Linked DNA regions of Mus musculus: region 1 is linked to region 2. Evidence: chromatin contacts called from public promoter capture Hi-C data. All regions are on one chromosome and are shown on one strand. The core of a region is the stretch at or near the end of the contact, and the rest is flanking DNA. Distances in the headings are between cores, read along the strand shown. Region 1 holds the start of Ctla2a (cytotoxic T lymphocyte-associated protein 2 alpha). Region 2 holds the start of Dapk1 (death associated protein kinase 1).

Evidence for each region. Promoter capture Hi-C pulls out the DNA fragments that hold promoters and counts their contacts.
Region 1: a promoter capture Hi-C map of the HPC-7 cell line shows a contact between it and region 2. The contact joins the promoter of Ctla2a here to the promoter of Dapk1 in region 2. A contact is called at or near these places in 2 of 39 promoter capture datasets (both in the HPC-7 cell line).

What each region holds. Positions count from the first base shown.
Region 1 is chr13:60,935,346-60,938,080 of GRCm38.p6, forward strand. It overlaps Ctla2a (cytotoxic T lymphocyte-associated protein 2 alpha), which reads right to left and starts at 1,280. Exons shown (of 5, transcript NM_007796.2): 1 at 1,146-1,280; 2 at 613-730; 3 at 202-324; 4 at 1-107. The coding sequence starts at 1,186.
Region 2 is chr13:60,600,670-60,603,369 of GRCm38.p6, forward strand. Dapk1 (death associated protein kinase 1) reads left to right here and starts at 1,278. Exons shown (of 26, transcript NM_029653.3): 1 at 1,278-1,441; 2 at 1,756-1,927. The coding sequence starts at 1,866.

The sequences.
Region 1 (2,735 bases), core at 30-2,529, 330 kb after region 2:
GTCAGATAGCTGTTCTTTCCCAAATCTTCATATTCAGGCAAATCAGGAGCCATTTCTCCTCTATTCAGTGAGTTTCCATAGCAATTTGTCTTGAATTCTTCTGGAGTCTTTATAAATAAGCAAACAATACATTAAAACCAAGAGACTAACTGTAAGGAAATGGAGTGAAGAAACAGAATTAACAATCAGTGTCTCACTCACCAAGTCACTAAATTGATTCAGGCCCATGTAGAAGCTGGTCTTGCCCTGCTCATAGTCTGCATTGTGTGCCTCAATTTTCTTCTTATTCTCCTCCCACACGAGTCTTCTGTGTCTTTCTTCATTCTGAAAATGAGTACAACAGATAGCATTTCTCATCTTAACACCACACACAAGCTGAGGAAATGGTATGTAGAGAAAGAGGAGCCATAGTATGTGGTCTCATGACACTGTTGTCAGCCATTCTCCTCACCCAGAGGGTCATCAAAGCTGCCCACCTTGGGTTCATAATGCATGTCTTTAGGCAAGTCCTTAGTGATGGCTTGTCTTTACGGCCATATTTATGCCCACAGACTCCCAACAGCAAGAGTCCTTCTTTCTGAGATCCCTCTAGACTGTGCCCATTTTACCAACCAGATTGTAGGCTTTTGCAAATTTCGTCTTCCATTCTTTCCACTCATTATCCAAACTTGGATCAGGGGGTGGAGCAGCTGACATCATTCCCAAGCAGAGGATGAGCAGGAAGACAGCACTATTTGGGTTCCCAAAACATAGACAAGTTGTTGTCCAATACTATGGTCAGACCCAAAAGGTAAACACAAGTAATATCATACACACTGTCTAAGCTCTATTTAGCAATATATATGTATGTGCATATACGTATGTAATAACAATGAGTGAAAAAAGAGGACAGAATTTAAAAAGTATCAGAAAAGGCATGTCTGAGAATGTGAGGCAGAAAAAGGAGGAGAACAAAAATGTAATCCTATTAGTATCATAAAAAACTAAGAGACAGACAAAGAAGAAAACAAAGCAAAAACAAAACAGTGAATAAAACTTACAAAATAGGAGATGTCTCAGGTAACCAGAGTAGAGCTGTGAGGAAATTTGCTGAAAATGAGTTAGTAGGTAGGGGGTCTGTGTACCTTGCTTTTCTCTGCTCTCACCTGAAGTGCTGCAGCTTCTGTTCACAGATAGAAACCATCATTTTGTTGTCCACGGTCTCTGAAGAGCAACTGACAGAGGAGGCTGGTGGTACTTGAGGAGAGCAGCCTGTGGCTCCGCCTTTTCCTTCCTGGAGCACTGCTAGCTCTTTCCTGAAGCCTCTGCCTGGCCCACAGAGCAGACGTCACAAGCCAGCTTCGCTAGTGAGTTATTACAGACAGGAAAACATCTAGAGACTGATCAGACCCAAGGAACAGGCTGAGTCATACAGCAAGGATGCGACTTTTCTGAGAATGCCAAGACTCACAGGATGTCTGGTGTTTTATAGATAACAATTGTTAGAGAACACAATTATGGCAGGATGAAGTCAGTGGGGAGAGCTACAGTGTCTCACAGCAGTACTTCAGATTCTGCATCTGTAGATAGAGCATCAAGCAGTGTGTACCTGTCGGTGTCTGTCTTGCTTAAAATACAGCCTAAGACTGACAGAAGCACCTTGAGAGGATGAAACAACCACTCATAAACAGAGAAGTCTGAAACACTTATCACTTCCCCTGAACATCAGTGTCTCAGCTCAGGGATTCACAGTGTTTAGGAAAAGTGCTAGAATTGCCCAAACCAAACAAAAGATGCCTGAAGCATATGTGGCCTGCAGGGTTTGATGGGACAACTGAAGTGTTTGACTGGACATGCAGGGGTTTCACTGGACATGAGGATATTCCTGTGTGAACTTCTCTGTGACTCTGACAAGCACTGTTGAGCCTATGATTACAAAGCAGATTTAACAAAAGTCAGAAAAGACTGCAGTGTCTTTGGCTGAGAAAATACAGAGGATACAAATTTCTACATGTGATCAGAAGTTTGTTTCCATTTTGATATAACATATGAAAGGGTAAATCAGTAGATGTATGGCCATTTTCCTCTGATGTTCTCCAGAGTTGTACCAAATTCTTGTCTGCCTCATAATTGAGATTTGATGATTTTTGGATGTTTGTTACAGGCAGAATTGGACGGATAGATGAATACTTTCCTAAAACATGCATAGACTTCCCCATGTCAAACTGGATAATCTAAGTTGAGAATTGTTATACACAGATAGCAGCAACTCAGCTTAGTTCTACATTACAATTAAAATGATAGAAATCTCTTCATATTTGTGGTCAAGGTATAGTAGTCTTTGGTTCACGTTTTCTGCTACATTCTTTAAGATACTCATGGAACATTCTTCAAAACTGACCATATCCTTGGACATAAATCAATTCTCAACTGATGTACAAAAAATTAAAATAACACCTCCATCCTTTCTGAGCACCATGGAGTAGCACAGGATATCAAAAGCAATGGAAAGCTTATAAACACCTGGAAATGAAAAAATTCATAGTGAATGAAAATGGGTCAAGATAGACATCAAAAAGAGATCAAAACATTGTTAGACTTAAATTAATTACATGACATAGTCAAAGTTATGGGACACAAATGAAGGTGGGTTTAAGAGATCTAAGCTCATATCCCTAAGTGCTTACATAAAAATTTGAGTGATCTTATTTTGCAGAGTTTTCCCCGTCCAATCATATTAGGGCAGTGGGAGGCTT
Region 2 (2,700 bases), core at 28-2,527:
TCAATTCTCAAGATCTTCTTGTATTGACTCTCCATCTTAGCACTTAGGCCAGTGGCACATTCTAATCTCCTTCTTCTATCGTGCCCGCTGGACTCTTTCCTTGGGCCGTTAGGAATACCTTTTTGCTGTTTGTGTTTGTTTGGAGATGCGTACTCCAGCCTCACCTTCAACTTTTCCTACAGCTGAGGCTGGCCTTAAGCTCCTGATCTTCCTGTTTTCTTCACCCATGTGCTGGAATTACAGGTGTGTGCTACCACTCCTAGCTGGAGACGGAGTTAAGATTAGGATCTGATACATTCTTTTGCTTCTCTTTGTTCTTTTAGGCCCAAGCCTCCACGGTTGAAAATATCTGTTGAATGGAGAGTTTGAGCAGTGGTGTGGATATGAACTCTTGGCAGGTTCACGGATGAACCTTGGCGATTCTAGGCAGCAGGATAGAATCCCCTTTAGGAACTTTATTAAGTCAGGAGCACGGGGAGAGAGACATAATGGTTTCACGGGTGGACCCAGAGTGTCTGCGCAGACTGGCCAGTCCTCAGCAATCCAATGCAAGGTAAATGGCTACTGTTCTGACTGTAAAACAAACAAGCAAACAAAACAAAGCGAGTGTAACTATTTTAATAAAGTTTTATTTAACCCGATAGGTCCAAAGCACCATCATTTTGACATGTAGCTAATATAAAGACACACATACGGCGATTTTCGTTCTTTTTTTTTTTTTTTTTTTTTTTTTAACACAGTCTTAAACAGTGTCTGGTGTGTATTGAAAGCTTAATACAGCTCAAGCTGGACTCGCTGTGTTTCAGTTGAGCAACCACAGTACTGACAGCCTGTGATAGTTCAACCTTTTTCTCCCTGGATCTCAGACATCTCAGCTCAAAACAAGCGGCGGGAGACGCCCCCTCTGATGAGGCCCCTGCTGTCCTCTCTCGGTTTTTGTTGTCAACACAGAAGAACAGAGCGACCTCATTTATAAGCTATTTGTTTGCTATCGTTTCCATCGGGGTGTGGGCGCCTCCGGGGCAGGACTTTATTGATTTCTGCTCTATTTTTTTTTTTTTTTTTTTTTTTTTTTTTGTGGTTTTCCAGGCACGGAGCACGTCGCCTGGCCCACACGGATCCTTGGGTTCACACTCTGAGAGGACGAAAGCCTCCGGCTTCTTCGAAGCGGGCGGCAGAGGGCAGCCGGGCGCCGAGTCACAGGTGGGGCGCGCGCTCGGTGCGGGCGAGTGGGTGTGTGCGGGGTGCGCGCGGCGGGGCGGGAGCGCGGACCGGGAGGAGCCGCGAGCGCAGCGGAGGAGGAGGGCGCGGAGGAGGTGGTGGCTGCGTCCCCGCGGGGCCGAGCTGCGCCCGACGCAAGGAGCGGAGGCCGCTCGGAGCTGCCGGGGACCTGGACCCGCCGCGGGGCTCAGGGCGCACGAAGCGACAGCTGCGGGACCGGGTGAGTGGCCGCCGCAGGCAGTGGGAGGAGCGGGAGGGCGGCCGGGGCGCCGGGCGGGGGAACAGGTGGCGGGGCAGGGCGCTTTGTGTCCCTTCCCCGAGCTGTCCCCACGTTGTCCGGAGGCGGAGGCAGGAGCCCGGGAACCGCAGGCACGGGGCTGGGGCGCGGCAATGCGGGGTGTGGGGGTCCCCCAGCCTAGACTTAACAAAGGGCGCGTGGCCCCTGCCCGCGGGAGGCCTCGAGATCGGGACCCAGCCCCTGGGACCCCGATTTTTTAGAGTTTACCGTCTCATTCTTCTCCCCATGTCTTTCAGAGGTCTGCGGCTTGGTGCATGAGGGGCTCGCAGCAGCGAGGCGGCGGTGGGGATGGTTCGGGCCGCGGAGCCGGAGTGGCCTGGGCTTTGGTGAGGCGTGACAGTCTATCATGACTGTGTTCAGGCAGGAAAACGTGGACGACTACTACGACACCGGCGAGGAACTGGGCAGGTACCAGGAAGGGGTGACGGAAGCGCGCGGTGTGTGTGTGGTGGGGGGCACTGCGCGATAAACAGATGCTGCTTAAACCGGGCATGTCCCTGACTGGCCCTTCTCTGAGATGGGCGGATAGCAGAGGAACCGGTGCCTAACCAGCTAAAGCCAGGGACCATGAATAAACTGCCTGATCTGAGGGGTGGAGAGGCAACCCACAGTGCAGTTACTGTGCACAGGGTATGGTCAGAATCCCTGGATAAGAACAGACTTCATTGTGTGCACTACTAACTCCTGTCAGCCTTCACCCTTTTGAGACAATGAGGCAAACGCAAAGATTCTAACTGCAACTGGAGGGACCACCCATGTGTGTTTTAAGCGGCGTACAAGTTAATTAATGGGCACTTAAACAATTCTCTCCCCTTGTGCTAATTTTCAGTGCAACACCAGCCAGGATTGGTAGGCAGGCGTGGAACTTGCCAGATGTTGGCCTTGGATTTTGAAACTTCTTCCAACCAGGAATTTAATTCCCGGCTTGGTTAGTGGTGGCTTCGGTGTCATTTATGGCGGCTGTCTAGATTCAGAGCGTACCAACACGCTGTGGGGGGTGCGATGCTGAGCAGAGTGTGTCAGTGTCTAGGTGCACAAAGAAGATTTCACTGGGAGCCCTTGACGAGTGCTGGGTATCCATTAGCCCACCGAGTGTATTGATCTCTGCTGTGTGCGCAGAGAGCCCAGTGTTCATACCTAGATTTAAAATTTGTCTTGTGAAATTTGTGTATTGGCATTGT